2 separate regions of the Arabidopsis thaliana genome follow, and region 2 is linked to region 1. A link is a contact called in public capture Hi-C data. All regions are on one chromosome and are shown on one strand. Each heading gives the region's core, a stretch centred on a gene start, on an enhancer-like site or on the middle of the called end of the contact. The rest is flanking DNA. Distances are from core to core; before and after follow the strand shown.

Evidence for each region. Capture Hi-C pulls out chosen DNA fragments and counts their contacts.
Region 2: a contact with region 1 is called in a capture Hi-C map of seedling, with 2.2 times the contacts expected there. The contact joins the promoter of FUS5 here to the promoter of AT1G02020 in region 1. A contact is called at or near these places in 8 of 26 Hi-C or Micro-C datasets (leaf, root, rosette leaf and 2 more), 1 of 2 datasets of contacts at active chromatin or transcription factors (shoot) and 1 of 3 other capture datasets (seedling).

The regions. Positions count from the first base shown.
Region 1 is chr1:350,947-358,168 of TAIR10.1, reverse strand. AT1G02020 (nitroreductase family protein) reads left to right here and starts at 3,045. Exons shown (of 2, transcript NM_100082.4): 1 at 3,045-4,931; 2 at 5,007-5,547. The coding sequence starts at 3,324. The coding sequence ends at 5,327. AT1G02030 (C2H2-like zinc finger protein) reads left to right here and starts at 911. Exons shown (of 1, transcript NM_100083.2): 1 at 911-3,045. The coding sequence starts at 1,981. The coding sequence ends at 2,784. It overlaps SEC1A (secretory 1A), which reads right to left. Exons shown (of 21, transcript NM_100081.5): 15 at 7,203-7,222; 16 at 7,009-7,125; 17 at 6,840-6,917; 18 at 6,537-6,757; 19 at 6,350-6,440; 20 at 6,168-6,257; 21 at 5,624-6,043. The coding sequence ends at 5,972. It overlaps AT1G02040 (C2H2-type zinc finger family protein), which reads left to right. Exons shown (of 1, transcript NM_100084.2): 1 at 1-263. The coding sequence ends at 65.
Region 2 is chr1:386,699-393,138 of TAIR10.1, reverse strand. It overlaps FUS5 (Proteasome component (PCI) domain protein), which reads left to right and starts at 3,331. Exons shown (of 9, transcript NM_100089.3): 1 at 3,331-3,729; 2 at 3,838-3,913; 3 at 4,001-4,089; 4 at 4,199-4,288; 5 at 4,379-4,423; 6 at 4,530-4,600; 7 at 4,733-4,871; 8 at 5,467-5,555; 9 at 5,636-5,862. The coding sequence starts at 3,571. The coding sequence ends at 5,660. SBI1 (Leucine carboxyl methyltransferase) reads right to left here and starts at 3,327. Exons shown (of 12, transcript NM_100090.4): 1 at 3,196-3,327; 2 at 2,889-3,102; 3 at 2,740-2,787; 4 at 2,575-2,656; 5 at 2,275-2,377; 6 at 2,016-2,136; 7 at 1,876-1,923; 8 at 1,598-1,681; 9 at 1,423-1,487; 10 at 1,067-1,118; 11 at 839-877; 12 at 323-765. The coding sequence starts at 3,263. The coding sequence ends at 691. It overlaps AT1G02080 (transcription regulator), which reads right to left. Exons shown (of 50, transcript NM_100088.5): 50 at 6,292-6,440. It overlaps AT1G02110 (bZIP domain class transcription factor (DUF630 and DUF632)), which reads right to left and starts at 308. Exons shown (of 4, transcript NM_100091.3): 1 at 1-308. The coding sequence starts at 200.

The sequences.
Region 1 (7,222 bases), core at 1,796-4,295:
GTGGCAATAATCACAACGCTACTTCATCTTCGTGGTTAAAACTCGCAAGTGGTGATTGGTCTTGACGACTGACTAATTTAATTAAGTTGCTAATTATATTCTTTTAACTTTCATTCGTTTATATTCTTTACATATATACAATTAAGTGCATGAGTTTATATATAGAGTTTATGGATTTATATGAATTACACTTGGCGTCTTCTGCAGATTTAGAGAGCCATAAGGAGTTCTAGTCCAATATATACAAAGATATAAGTAAGAAATTAAGTTTCACAACTAGTTAATATACAAGATAGATAATTGTATCATTTTTTATTATTATATACGTTGAGAATAAAGTAAGATAACCAAGGGCTCCTTGCTCATATAAGCGCAAATGTTTTAATTTCATGTTTGTAATCTTACAGAGTGATATAATTTACTTGTTAAGCCATCAAGAAGGAGATATAATTTTGAAGTTTTCCAGAAAAGAAATTGTAAATTCGAAATTAAGAAATCACAAAGAAGAAAAATATCAAATAAATAAACGAATATCACGTATCAAATAACTCTCGTGATATGCCCATATATATTTTAATCATGTTAATAATCAAAAGGCTCTTACTACACTGAAAACACATGAACATGAGTCAACGCCTCAACGGAATTGATAATTTTGGTGGTTCTTAATTAAGCACCGATTGCAAGGAAAGGGTCATTTCTCTCAATACGATTACAAGAAAAGAGTCATTTTTATCTCGCATATATGTTATTAATGAGTGGTTGCCATTACAAGTTATGAACTTTTGACTTTAGGAAGCCCACCAACCATCAGCTGAAAACTAGGATTAGCGGGGGGAATTTGATTAATGTCAACTGATATCCTCCAATTTCTCTTTGAGAAAAGCTCAAGCAAAGTATATGACTCTTTGGGCCACTCAAAAGATCTTTAATCAATTAACTTGAGGACATGTACTTTAACAACAATTGACACATATAGACACGTACAAGAGTTGCACGCTATTGATACAAGGAAATTTTGGTCTAGTATGAGGTAATAACGTCTCAACGAGATAAGGTTAAAATTATTTAGACATGCTTGGGAAAATATTTTTGTTAGTAGAAATTTGTAGAGTAATGAAATTTAGATTCTTATATTGAAATTTCATCCAAATAAATGACAAGAGGTGAGTCAACACCAAAAGGGCGTGTGAGTATGAGAGTCAAAGATAGCACTAACTATACGATGCGGGAAGTCAGCAGTTTAGTCACACGTGTCAACCTATGATTTAAGGAGAGTTGGTGTATTTGTCACAGAATCATTAAAATTTGGTAAAGTTAGAAATAGAGGGGCCAGTGCTAGTGTTGTTTAGTCGTTACAACAAAACCTCAACGGTTTTTGTTTGCAACTTTACCAAAATGAATACCCTCATCCACAAACTCTTTTCTAATCAACAAAGTATTGAAATTTTCAGTTACATACTAGTATTTACTATTTACATACTAGTATTTTTGGGCTAGTAGAAGAGTGTATTTGAAAAATTAGAGGAGAAAAAAAGTCAGCGTGGAGGAATAAAGGTGTGAGATCGCATGTTACATGTTTGATCAACGGCTCTTCACTTCATCATTCAATACTCTTTTTTTTTTCTTTTTTTTTGGCTCAATCTGTCAATAAAATAAGAAAAACATAACTGATAATTATATATATTTAGAGGCTTATTTGTATTTATGTTTACACAACAGACAGGTCTTTTATTTAGCCGTTTCTGATATTAAAAAAGAAAGTAAACTGCTTTCGTTGATATTCTTAAGTATCCCATTAATTCTTTTCCTTAAAAAGAAAACATTAACTTGTTGTTGGGACTTCGTATATTAGCTTAAGTGTTGGTGGAAGAGTGCTTGTAACCTACTCCGACTTCTTCTTCTTCTTCTTCTTATATTCTCCCTCTCTCTCTCTCTCCTTTTTCTTCTATTTCTGCTCTGTTTTGGTAAATTGAGGAAATGGAAGAGAGGCATAAGTGCAAGTTATGTTGGAAGAGCTTCGCTAATGGAAGGGCTTTGGGAGGTCACATGAGGTCTCACATGCTCATTCACCCTCTCCCCAGTCAGCCCGAGTCATATTCGTCTTCCATGGCTGATCCAGGGTTTGTTCTTCAGGACAGAGAGAGTGAAACCGAGTCGTCCAAGAAGCCCTCCCGCAAACGATCCAGACTTAACCGGAGATCCATCTCATCATTACGTCATCAACAATCCAACGAAGAAGGGAAAAGTGAAACCGCAAGAGCAGCAGATATCAAGATCGGGGTTCAAGAACTCAGTGAGTCGTGTACGGAGCAGGAACCGATGAGTTCGGTGTCGGACGCTGCAACAACGGAAGAAGACGTGGCCTTGAGTCTCATGTTGCTGTCGAGAGACAAGTGGGAGAAGGAGGAAGAGGAAAGTGATGAAGAGAGATGGAAGAAGAAGAGGAATAAGTGGTTCGAGTGCGAGACTTGCGAGAAAGTGTTTAAGTCGTATCAGGCGTTAGGGGGACACAGAGCAAGCCACAAGAAGAAGATAGCAGAAACAGATCAATTAGGCTCAGATGAGTTGAAGAAGAAGAAGAAGAAGAGTACTAGTAGTCACCATGAATGTCCAATCTGTGCCAAAGTCTTCACATCTGGTCAAGCTCTCGGAGGTCACAAAAGATCTCACGCTTCCGCTAATAATGAATTCACGAGAAGATCAGGAATAATAATTAGCTTGATAGATCTAAATCTCCCAGCGCCATCGGAGGAGGAAGAGATGGCCTCGTCGGTTTTTTAATGCTTGATCAGATTGGTCAAACTATAGTAATTACCACCTTTGATTCCAAGTAATGTAGTAAAATTCTCCAAGTGTACGTATTGAGGACAAATTTTGATGTGGTCAAAGAACACAAGTGAGTTAGGTAATGAGGGAAATCATGTGATAGTAGTCGATTTGTGTGGGAAAATGGTAAAGCATGAAAGCGTGATCGAGTGACGTGGTTTGTTGTTGCTCAAGTCGTGTGTTTCGTTATGCCAATGAAATAAAAAAAGAATACCCAAAATTACTTATATACTCTTAAAGAGGGAATTTTGCCGACTAAGAGACAGAGAGACCACCGTAACTTTTGGACAACAAAAAAGCTCTAACGAGTCACGCCTTTAGATTGCACTTTCTTCTTCTTCTTTAAAAAAAGGAAAGAAAACAAAGGTGTAATTGCAGTGGAGTTGTTCCCCAAGTCACAGAGAGAAATCACAGGCAATTTTGGTTATCCCTTAACCGGTCCATCCATATCTGAACCGTCCCGGTACAAAGATCCGTTGGTTTCTGGTTTTGAGATGTCGAATCCCAGACAGAGGAAAGGAGAAGCAATGATGAATCCGACGATTTCGTGGAGGTTCGCGTCTTCGACCTCTCTTCTCTCCATTCCTCGAACACCAAAAAGTGCCTTTATCTTCGCCATGACCTTCTCTTCTTCTTCTTCTTCTTCTTCTTCTTCTTCTTCTGTGGAAAACCCTAACAAGGACGATTCCTCCTCTTCGCTTGAATTGGTCCTCAAGTACCACAACCAGACGAAGCACTCCTTGAACGGTTACGCGAGAGGTCCTCGTGGTCTCGACTGGGCCAATCAGCCTAATCCCTTCCGCCGGTACCTCTCTGCTCCTCTTCTTCCTCTCCAACACCCCAATCACGACATCGACGACGACTCCGACTCTCCTCTCTACTCTACTCTATTCGACTCGCTTCCTCCGCCCAAACCCATCTCTCTTCCTACAATCTCTCACCTTTTCTACCATTCTCTCGCTCTCTCCGCCTGGAAGACCACCGGATCCTCCACGTGGCCCCTCCGCGTCAACCCCAGCAGCGGTAACTTGCATCCCACCGAGGCCTATCTCATTGCTCCTCCCATCCCTTCCCTCTCCCAATCCGCTTTCGTCTCCCACTATGCTCCCAAAGAGCATTCTTTGGAGGTTAGAGCTCACATCCCCTCTTCCTTTTTCCCCAACTTCTTCCCGGAGAATTCTTTTCTCATCGGAATTTCTTCAATTTTCTGGCGTGAAGCTTGGAAGTACGGAGAACGAGCGTTTCGTTACTGTAACCACGACGTCGGCCACGCCATTGCCGCTCTCTCCATTGCAGCCGCAGACCTAGGCTGGGACTTGAAGCTTCTCGACGCTTTCGGAGCTGATGATCTCAAGAGGCTTATGGGTCTCCCCGAATTTCAGTTACCTGAAGGTAAAGGTAAAGCTGAGCTCCCTGAGATTGAATTCGAGCATCCTGACTGCTTACTCCTTGTTTTCCCCAACGGAACTAGTAGAGAACATCTCAACTTAGACTACCTCGCAATTAGCTCTGCCCTTAGAGACTTCCCAAGCCTAGAATGGACTGGAAACCCCAATACTCTGAGCAAAGAGCATTTGTGTTGGGATATCATCTACAGGACAGCCAAGGCTGTAGAAAAGCCTCCATTGATCTACTCCACCTCTTCTTCTTCAATTGATGTTGCTTCCTTCACAAGCAGTCGTGCTCTGTTTAGCCACAGTTCATATAATAAGTTAACGGTGAGGCAAGTTGTAAGGACGAGAAGAAGTGCTGTTGATATGGACGCTGTTACTTGTATAGACATGTCTTCGTTTTACCAGATGCTGATGCACTGTCTTCCTTCCACAGGCGAGTCCCAAAAAGAGCAACTTGCGCTGCCGTTTCGAGCTCTTCCTTGGGATACTGCTGAGGTTCATCTTGCCTTGTTTGTTCACAGAGTTTCGGGTTTGCCTAAGGGACTGTATCTCCTAGTCAGAAACGAGGATCATCTCAGTGATCTCAAGACAGCTACGAGGCCTGAATTTGAGTGGACTAAACCAGATGGATGTCCGGACAATCTTCCTCTGTACAAGCTCGCCGAGGGTGATTGCCAGAGGCTGGCAAAAGGGCTATCATGTCATCAGGTACAGAGTCGGATAGAGTTGTAATTAACAATATATTTCACTTGGTTACTGAATCATTGTGGTTGATGGATGCAGGACATTGCAGGGGATGGATGCTTCAGCTTAGGCATGATAGCTCGGTTTGAACCAGCACTGCGGGAGAAGGGCTCATGGATGTACCCTCGACTGTTCTGGGAGACGGGTGTTGTTGGACAAGTTTTGTACCTGGAAGCACACGCAATGGGGATCTCAGCAACCGGGATTGGGTGCTATTTCGATGATCCAGTGCACGAGGTTCTGGGGATTAATGACTCTAGCTTTCAGAGTCTGTACCATTTCACTGTGGGAGGTCCAGTTGTAGACAAGCGGATCATGACTCTTCCTGCTTATCCTGGTCCCACCACCACCGTTGCCTAGATCATACATACATACCCGTTAATCTGTGTTGAATCCGTAAACAGCCTTCATTTTGTGGTCTGTTAAGTGGTTGATGGTAAATATATAATCGAATTTTATATTCGTTGTTTTTTTATTGGGAAATGGATTTTCTTTGTTTGGTGACATTGCTCTAAAACGATTTTTTAATGAGCTTCCGCTCTATCATATTTGCGTTTTGTTGTCCAAAAAGTCTCGAGGGTTAAAATCTTTTGCCAACTTAACGATTGCTATATAACTCGAAACTTAAAATTAACTTACATCAGAAGAATCAATAATAGCCAAAAGTTTATAAATAAATAAAGCAAATTAGAAGCTATCATCTTCACTTTTTCCATTAAGTCGACGTAGAGACTAATATATAGAGTTAAATTGTGACACAAAAGTATATAGAGTATGAACCAAATGACCCATATGAAGAAAAAAAATAAGGGAAAGGCGACGGTTTGGGGTCAAGGAGAAGCAAGAACAAAAAATAAGTCTTCACCATAACGTTTCTACTAACCTGATCCCAAGTCTTGTCTCTGGACAAGGTTTACTTATCCACTCTTCTTTCAATTGCAAAATTATTAGCCTTTTTTTTTACTTCTCCTAAATACATTTTTGAGACTCAAGCTGTGTCAAATTCACCAGTATTGTGGTTTGAAGGGCTGAGCAGGAGCCCCTTGTATGTCTTTTTCCGACAGCAATTTCAGCTTCTGCGACAACATTTAAAACACAGTTGGATTAAGAATTTAAATCAGTCACCAGTCTTTGAGGTTCCATGGTATTTTTTTTTGTATTTAGCAATCAGCAACTCTTAAAAGGGATATGTTGTGTTACCGTGATGTACTGTGGGGGATCATCGAAACTAGTGGAGCCTAGTACCACTTCTCTCCTCAAACTGCTTGTCAACTTGTGGCAAACTCGGAGCTGTCAAAAAGTTATGCCAATGTTGACACAAGCTTTGACAAAAAGAAACATATATAGCATTCATTTAAGGTCGGATTTGTTTGAATGTATACCTCGGATCGAGTTGCCCCACCAATTATGAATACAAAGATGCGTTGCCCCAGCTTCTTGAACTCCGTAGAAGCACTTTTCAACACTGAGTCACTGGGTGTGAAGAAAGATATGAACTACTCTTAGAAAAAATCCAAGCTCCTCTCAAATGGACCAAAAAATAAGAAATCATTATGTAAAATAGAATGCCTGGAATATCCATCGTCAGAAGAATGAGGACGCGCCCAAGTTGCAGTTCGTCTTGATCTCATAGAATGAGGGGTGGCTTTTCTCTCTGGAACCGCTGTAGGAGCAGAACTCTTCCTGACAGATCCTGTTCTTGCTTCACTCTCCTCCTTATGACTTGATTGGTTCATACATAGATAGTCGCTTTTAGATAGATCGCCTTTCACGAGTTTCTCAAGCAGCTCCTGCAACATAACAAAGATGTATCTCAGCCACTTCATGTTTACATAGTGGATATGTAGCTTATAAGCCGGGGTGTTCATCTACCTCGATCATGGGATAAAACCGGAACAGTTGCCATGTTTCTTCTTCACCAGATCGATCTTTCCTGTTTGCTTGTTTTGTCTATAGCAAAAGAGTATACATATCCGTCAGATTCTTCTTCTTATTCTCGGTAACTAGTGTTGATTTTTCATAATTAAACTGAATCTGTTACCTTTCCAGCGTCAAATTTGAGGGAGAAACTACCGGACTTAGCTTTGTTTTCTGGGGATCCAGCTATCAATTGCATGTTGCTTATAACCTTCATATCCACAGGTGATAATCTAGCAAGCTGATAACATAAATGCAGTATTTGTTTAGCAAGTTGTTCCATGCATTACAAGGGGTCTCTATCACACGAAAAGCTACCTGCATTAGCTTCACACCCT
Region 2 (6,440 bases), core at 2,082-4,581, 35 kb before region 1:
GTATTCTCGGAGACGGAGAGGGGCTCGCCGGCGGCGAAGGAGGAGAGGGCAGAGCCAGTGAGACGAAGGGAGCGGCAGTAGTCAGAGTGAGCGGCGGCGAGATGGTGACGAGCGTAGACGGCGTCCTTCATAAGACGGCGCCGCTCCTTGCAGCGACGGACAGCATCCTCACTGTCGAGCTTGGAGGCCGTGCATCCCATGGCCAACAACACACTCTCTCTCTCTCTCTCTCAGTCTGTTTTTTTGAAAAAAATTTCCTTTTTTCAAAAACTTTTTTGTCTTTTCATAAAGATAATTTTTTCACCACCGAAAGAAGAAGAAAAACAACCTTCAGAGTTCAGATTTCAGAGCGTTTCTTGACCGAGGTGAGGTTTCTTTGTTTTGCACAATTATTAGAAAATACAACCAAAAATAAAACAAGGGGAGGCCCGGCCCACATATCTCGACCATGAGCCTAAACTAAATCAAAAGCACAGATAACGCAGACAAGTTCGTGTTTCCTTCGTTTTCTGCTCAGCACCCAGAGAAAGGCCTTTCTAACTTTGTGCAATCAATCATCATTCCTTACAAATTAGGTAAACCAAGCACTATCAGATTCTACCCACCACCAGGGGTTTTCCTCCAACTGTATTAACTAACGTACCAGTTGCAAGTTCCGGGGATTCAATGCAATACAAACCCTCCTCCTTTTCAAGGTGATGACGCTGATGAGCTCATTCTTTCACCGCCCCCTTCTCTTGTGAAACCGAAATCACCAAATATTCCCTGCATTTTTTTAATCAAAAAAACATTCCAGAATCTAAAAAGTACAATGACTTGTAGAGACTCATGTACGTACCATTGCATCATTGACAGCATATGTGACACAGTAATGTTCCTGTTGAATATAAACGGTTAAATAATGCTCAACTACCTACACACTAGAACAAGATCTGACGCATGCATCATCAAAAATATATAATGGATACCGTTGATATTCAACACCAATCATCTTTTGGTCTTTTTATGCTTTCCCATACATACATAGAGGTGCAACATCTAGTTAATGAGGTATAGACAGACTTGCCTGCATCATGTGCCACTCTTCAAATTCGTCAAACAACTCCAATCGCTCGATCCTAGAAACACGACATTCTCATTTAAGATATATTCCAAGAGAAGTAGGCTTTCTAATGAAAGCTCATGAATTGAAGAAACAAGAGAGCCAAAACAGGATAGTGAGAGAGAGAGTGAGAGAGAAGAAAAAACAAAAAACAGGATATATATAGTAAGACTGTAAGAGGTTCATCTAAAAAACATTGGAAAGCTCAAAAGTCACGGGCAACAGCATTTTTTAGATATTTCTTGACAGAGTTCAGCCAGATACTAGGTATGAATAACATAACGCCCTTACACAGTTTTAACAAAACGTACAGTACTGACCTGCGTTTTTCTTGAGTATCAACAAAACTACCATACACTTTTAGCATGTCCCAGGCAACAGCTCTCTGAAACACCAGAATAAAGAAGAGGGTAAAGAAATGAGAGTCCTTATATCAGAAATTATACATGAAAGTTAGCCCTGCTTTAATCATAATATTCTAACTGCAAAACGAACCTGCCATCCATTATCAAGAAACAATCTCTCCTTTGCAAGTAAAGTTGGTGATGCATCAATGCTTAAGAGTGCACATCCCCGACTCTGAAGAACAGAAACACCGTTAAGCTTTCAGAACAAGTTTAAATGAAGGTAATTGATCAGTACAACATGAACCCATGTGGCAATACTAGAATATTTTAGTGTCATACTAGTATCCATATTTTGACAAAAATCTCAAAAAAGCTTTACTAATGAAGATGTCGCTGTAACTAGAGTAGTAGAGTACACGTTCTTACCTCCAAATTTCTAATCATTTGATGCCCAAATGCATCATCTGGATGGATCTGCAAACAGAAACCCAACGGGTTAGACACATAAGCAATAAGATTCGTATCTGCAATATTATGCAGACAAGGAAAATCACAGTTGAGCTAACCTGCTCATATAAGAAAAATACTGCAGTTGAAAACGTTTTTGACGACCAATTGACGATGGCACGGCTTGAATCGGGGTCCAGATAAATCAAAACACATTCTGCAATAATAAACGTCGGCAGACTGATAATGATATTAGGGATCAAGTAGGTCTATCACCAGTAAGTATCTGTTACCATATATCTTAAACCCGGGTAGAAGAAGAGGGTTGAAGGTTCAAGATAACAGTGTGTAAAATAAATAAAAATTATTCATGGATACCTTAGATCCATATCTGCAAAGGATATAACATCTCTTAATTTTGGTATATCGCGCAGGTCAACTGGAAGTAACTTGTAATGATCACTGAGAACTTGTCCTTCGTCTGTAGAGATAAACAGCCCAACGAGTTAAGAGTAAGCAACTGAAACTAGACGCTAACGGTACAAAGTAAAAGGGGGTGGTTGAGTTAGTAGCTAGTAGAAGCGGAATGAAGAAAAATATGAGTGCACAAGCTGAAATGCATCATAATGAAAAGGATCATTCTACATAATAATACATGGGGGGAAAAAAGGCTCTTACCAATAGAAATAGATGCATTGGCTCCTAGTTTGTCCCTGAGTTGGCTGGAGTTTTGTATAACAGCAGCCTTCTTGCTAGTCACCTAACGTAAGAAGCAAATCCATTTAGGCATTAGACTCAAAACACATGATGGATACTTTTGTCAGCACGCTCATCCAGTAGTACCTCCTTAAAATCAAGTTCCACATAGAGATTGGGCCCATTCCCCTCATCCTACAAAATGAGAAGAGAAGAAGCGAGAGATCCCTGGAATAAGCCGAAGAATGGTGAATTTGGTAAAAGCTAACAAAAAGGAGAAGAAAAAGAAGACGCACCAGCAACTGAAAATAGGTAGTATCAAAGCCAGCTCCGAGAGACAGTATCTGTTTCTTAGAACTTGTCCCGCTTAGAAGAAACTGAGACATAAGCTTTCGGAAGGCAGCCCAACGGGAAAAGTAACCTCGATTAATGATGGGAGATCTTCGAACAGGTCTTTTCACAAAGAGATGAACATAGTCGTCTTTCATATATCCCTTTTTGACACAAGACCTTTAAAAATATTATCTAGGCTCAAAGATCCACAACAACAACAAAAAAAAAAGAAGAGCCCTAATTAAAGAAGAGAGAAAGAGGTAGGCGTACAATTTACTGGCGGATGCATCGTCGTTAGTAGCCTGAACCGCCGCTCTGTTGCTGCGAGATTCCGCCATCGTCGTCGCTCTCTCAGCCAAAATGAAGGAAGAAGAATATTCAATAGTCTCTCTCTTCCCCGGGATTGTTTGGGCTCACCAGACGCGGTTTCTAATATTTCTCTTAGTAGGCCTTGGCCCAGAAACTACGAAATTTGAGCCCAATTATTAAACAAGATTCTAGAAGAATTCGGTCGGTCACATAAAAAAAACAGTAATATAAAAACGGAAGAAGGAAGGAGCAGAGAGAAGAAGTTTGGGATTTTATTCGTTATTAGTGTGGTAAGAAAGAAAACCCTAAACCACCGGAAATCGATTTGTTTGGAAGATGGATATCGAGCAGAAGCAAGCCGAGATCATTGATCAGCTCGTGAAGCGAGCTTCTACTTGCAAATCCGAGGCTCTGGGCCCGCTCATCATCGAAGCCACATCGCATCCTTCTCTCTTCGCCTTCTCCGAGATTTTGGCTCTACCCAATGTTGCCCAGGTACTACTACTTTATGCTTTTCACGATCTAGGGTTTTACATGCTTTTGTTCTTCGCTGATCATAACAACTTGATAGATACTAGTAGCTGATTAATCGTAATTGTGCAGCTTGAAGGAACCACAGATTCTGTGTACCTGGATCTACTACGCTTGTTTGCCCATGGCACCTGGGGAGACTACAAATGTATGACCCCTTTGTCATATGCTATTTCAATTCGTTTTCCCTTTTGTCATATTCTCTCCTCTTGACTTGCTTTCATCGAAACACTAGGCAATGCCACCCGTCTTCCGCACTTGTCCCCTGACCAAATTCTTAAGCTTAAGCAGCTCACTGTCCTCACCCTTGCTGAGTCTAACAAGGTATATTTGTCTTAGGTTCATGATTTGCTCCTGCTATCTACTCTGTTCCATTATCTTTTTCCCCTGCTGTTTGCCTAACTGAATGTCTCTCTCACTCTGCTTGTTATAGGTATTGCCCTATGATACACTAATGGTCGAGTTAGATGTTTCCAATGTTCGCGAACTCGAGGACTTTCTTATCAATGAATGCATGTATGCGGTGAGTACTCTTTAGCAGTCTTCTAATCTCTATTTGACAACTAACTGTGACAACGCATGGTGCTCATTTTTTTTCTTTTACACTTTGCAGGGTATAGTTAGGGGAAAACTGGATCAGTTAAAAAGATGTTTTGAGGTGTGTTTTGGTTTGGGCCTCCTTTTCCTATTTTAACCATTGTGCTTTGTTTCTAAACGTACGAGCCCCCCCTTCTAAACATCATATATCTCTTGCAACCATGCAGGTTCCGTTTGCAGCTGGTAGGGATCTAAGGCCAGGTCAACTAGGGAATATGTTACACACATTGTCCAACTGGTAGTTTTCTTCTTCCCTTAGATCCAGGATTTTTTGCCTTCTATATCTAATTATAAGAACTTGTACGTGATGTTAGAATACATGGCTAATGACGTCCTACTCTTTTATGTGTTGGCCCAAATTGATGTCTAGGTTGAACACGTCAGAGAATCTGCTCATTTCAATTCAAGACAAGATCAAATGGGCGGACAATATGAGTGAGATGGACAAAAAACATCGTAAGGAAGCAGAAGAAGGGGTGGAAGAAGTGAAGAAGTCTCTGTCCATGAAGGTCAGTCGCGCTTGGAGTCCTATTGGCTTCACTTTTCCCTACTAAGTATATTATGTAACTAATATTGGTTACATTCTTTCTTGGTTACTGTCTTGTGACCATGAGTTAGAGTCCAGTCAGCTATTCTGTCTTATATTTCTTCAGAGAATTGTAGTGGGTTTCTTCTTATTAATAGCTTAGGTCTATGTAAGCGGGGATGGGAGAGACTTGATAAAAAAATCTTTCTAGGTCTTTGAGCTTTCCAAGTCCAGTCCTATCATAGATTAAAAAGTTATGTTTCTTAATAACAAACGAATCGATCAGCCAACTGTGGCGGGCTTTTTTAACCGTTCTTTCGTGGAACAAGAAATCTTACATGTTGGATGTAAACATATATTATGAAGTTTTCTTTAATTAAAAACAAACAAGGAACGCAATCACAACGGCTGTTAGTGAAGTGTTAAAGTCATTAGAGGACATGAATTGTTTGGAATGGTAGTACTTGGTTATTGTCTGATTGTTAAATGAAATGAAACAAGGTTCGTTTGGTTTTTTGTGTCTGAAATATGATTGGGAAGGGTGGTGGTCGATATAGTCTTACTTACGTTGTGGGCAGGGGGATGTTGACATCAGAGGGAATAAGGAGATGTTTGGGGAACCAAGTGGAGTGATGGACTACGAAGAAGATGGGATCCGACCAAAGAGGTAACGAATATTAGATATGAGTGAGATGATAAGTACAAAGGAGATGATATAACATACACACATTCAACTTTGGAACGCAGGAGGAGGCATCCTGTAACAAGGTAGAGGAGCAAGAGAGAGCAAATGGTCAGTGCGGATTGACATTCCATTTACCGAGAGTAGATTATGATTATTTGGTTGCGGATTTTCAACTTGTATAAGATCCTCTGTTCTCTCTCACAATAACCCCTTGTTATGTTTGATTTCCCTCATTAGCAAATTTGGTGTCTCTCTGCCCATTAAAAGAAAAATGGCTTTGAATTTAGTATTCAGTAATCAATAGTCTTGACACTTGAGCAAAGCTAGGCGCTTGGATCATATGGAATGATACAGATATTCTCAGTGTTCCGTCTTTTGACCACTAGCCAGCGCCTTGGCCCCTCACATGTTGAAACCTGCTTAGTCTGCGACAGCTGCCTCTTAGGCGGGCATGAAAGTGTTGTTTATTACGTCATCGACTAGATCCCACCATCGGAATTCTGACCGAAACATGTTCCTGAGAACGTTATACAAAGTACTAGTAGTCTAGTACTATATGATGACAATCCCTGCCGATTTCTCACACTCCCTCAGCATAATCATAATCTCTTTCAGTGTTTATGGTCATGTTTTATGACCATGAAAACACAATCCCCGCCGATTTCTCAAACATGTTTTCACCTAACTAATTCTCAAACAGACCCTTAAGAGCAAGGATAAAGGAATAATAGTGTTTTTTTTTTTTGTAATTAGAAAACATGTTTGTGAATCTTGAAGTTAAATAAATAAACTAAGACTCCTAAAATCTCTCCTACTGTATGTATAATTGTTACAACATAATATCAAAATACGCATACATATATACAA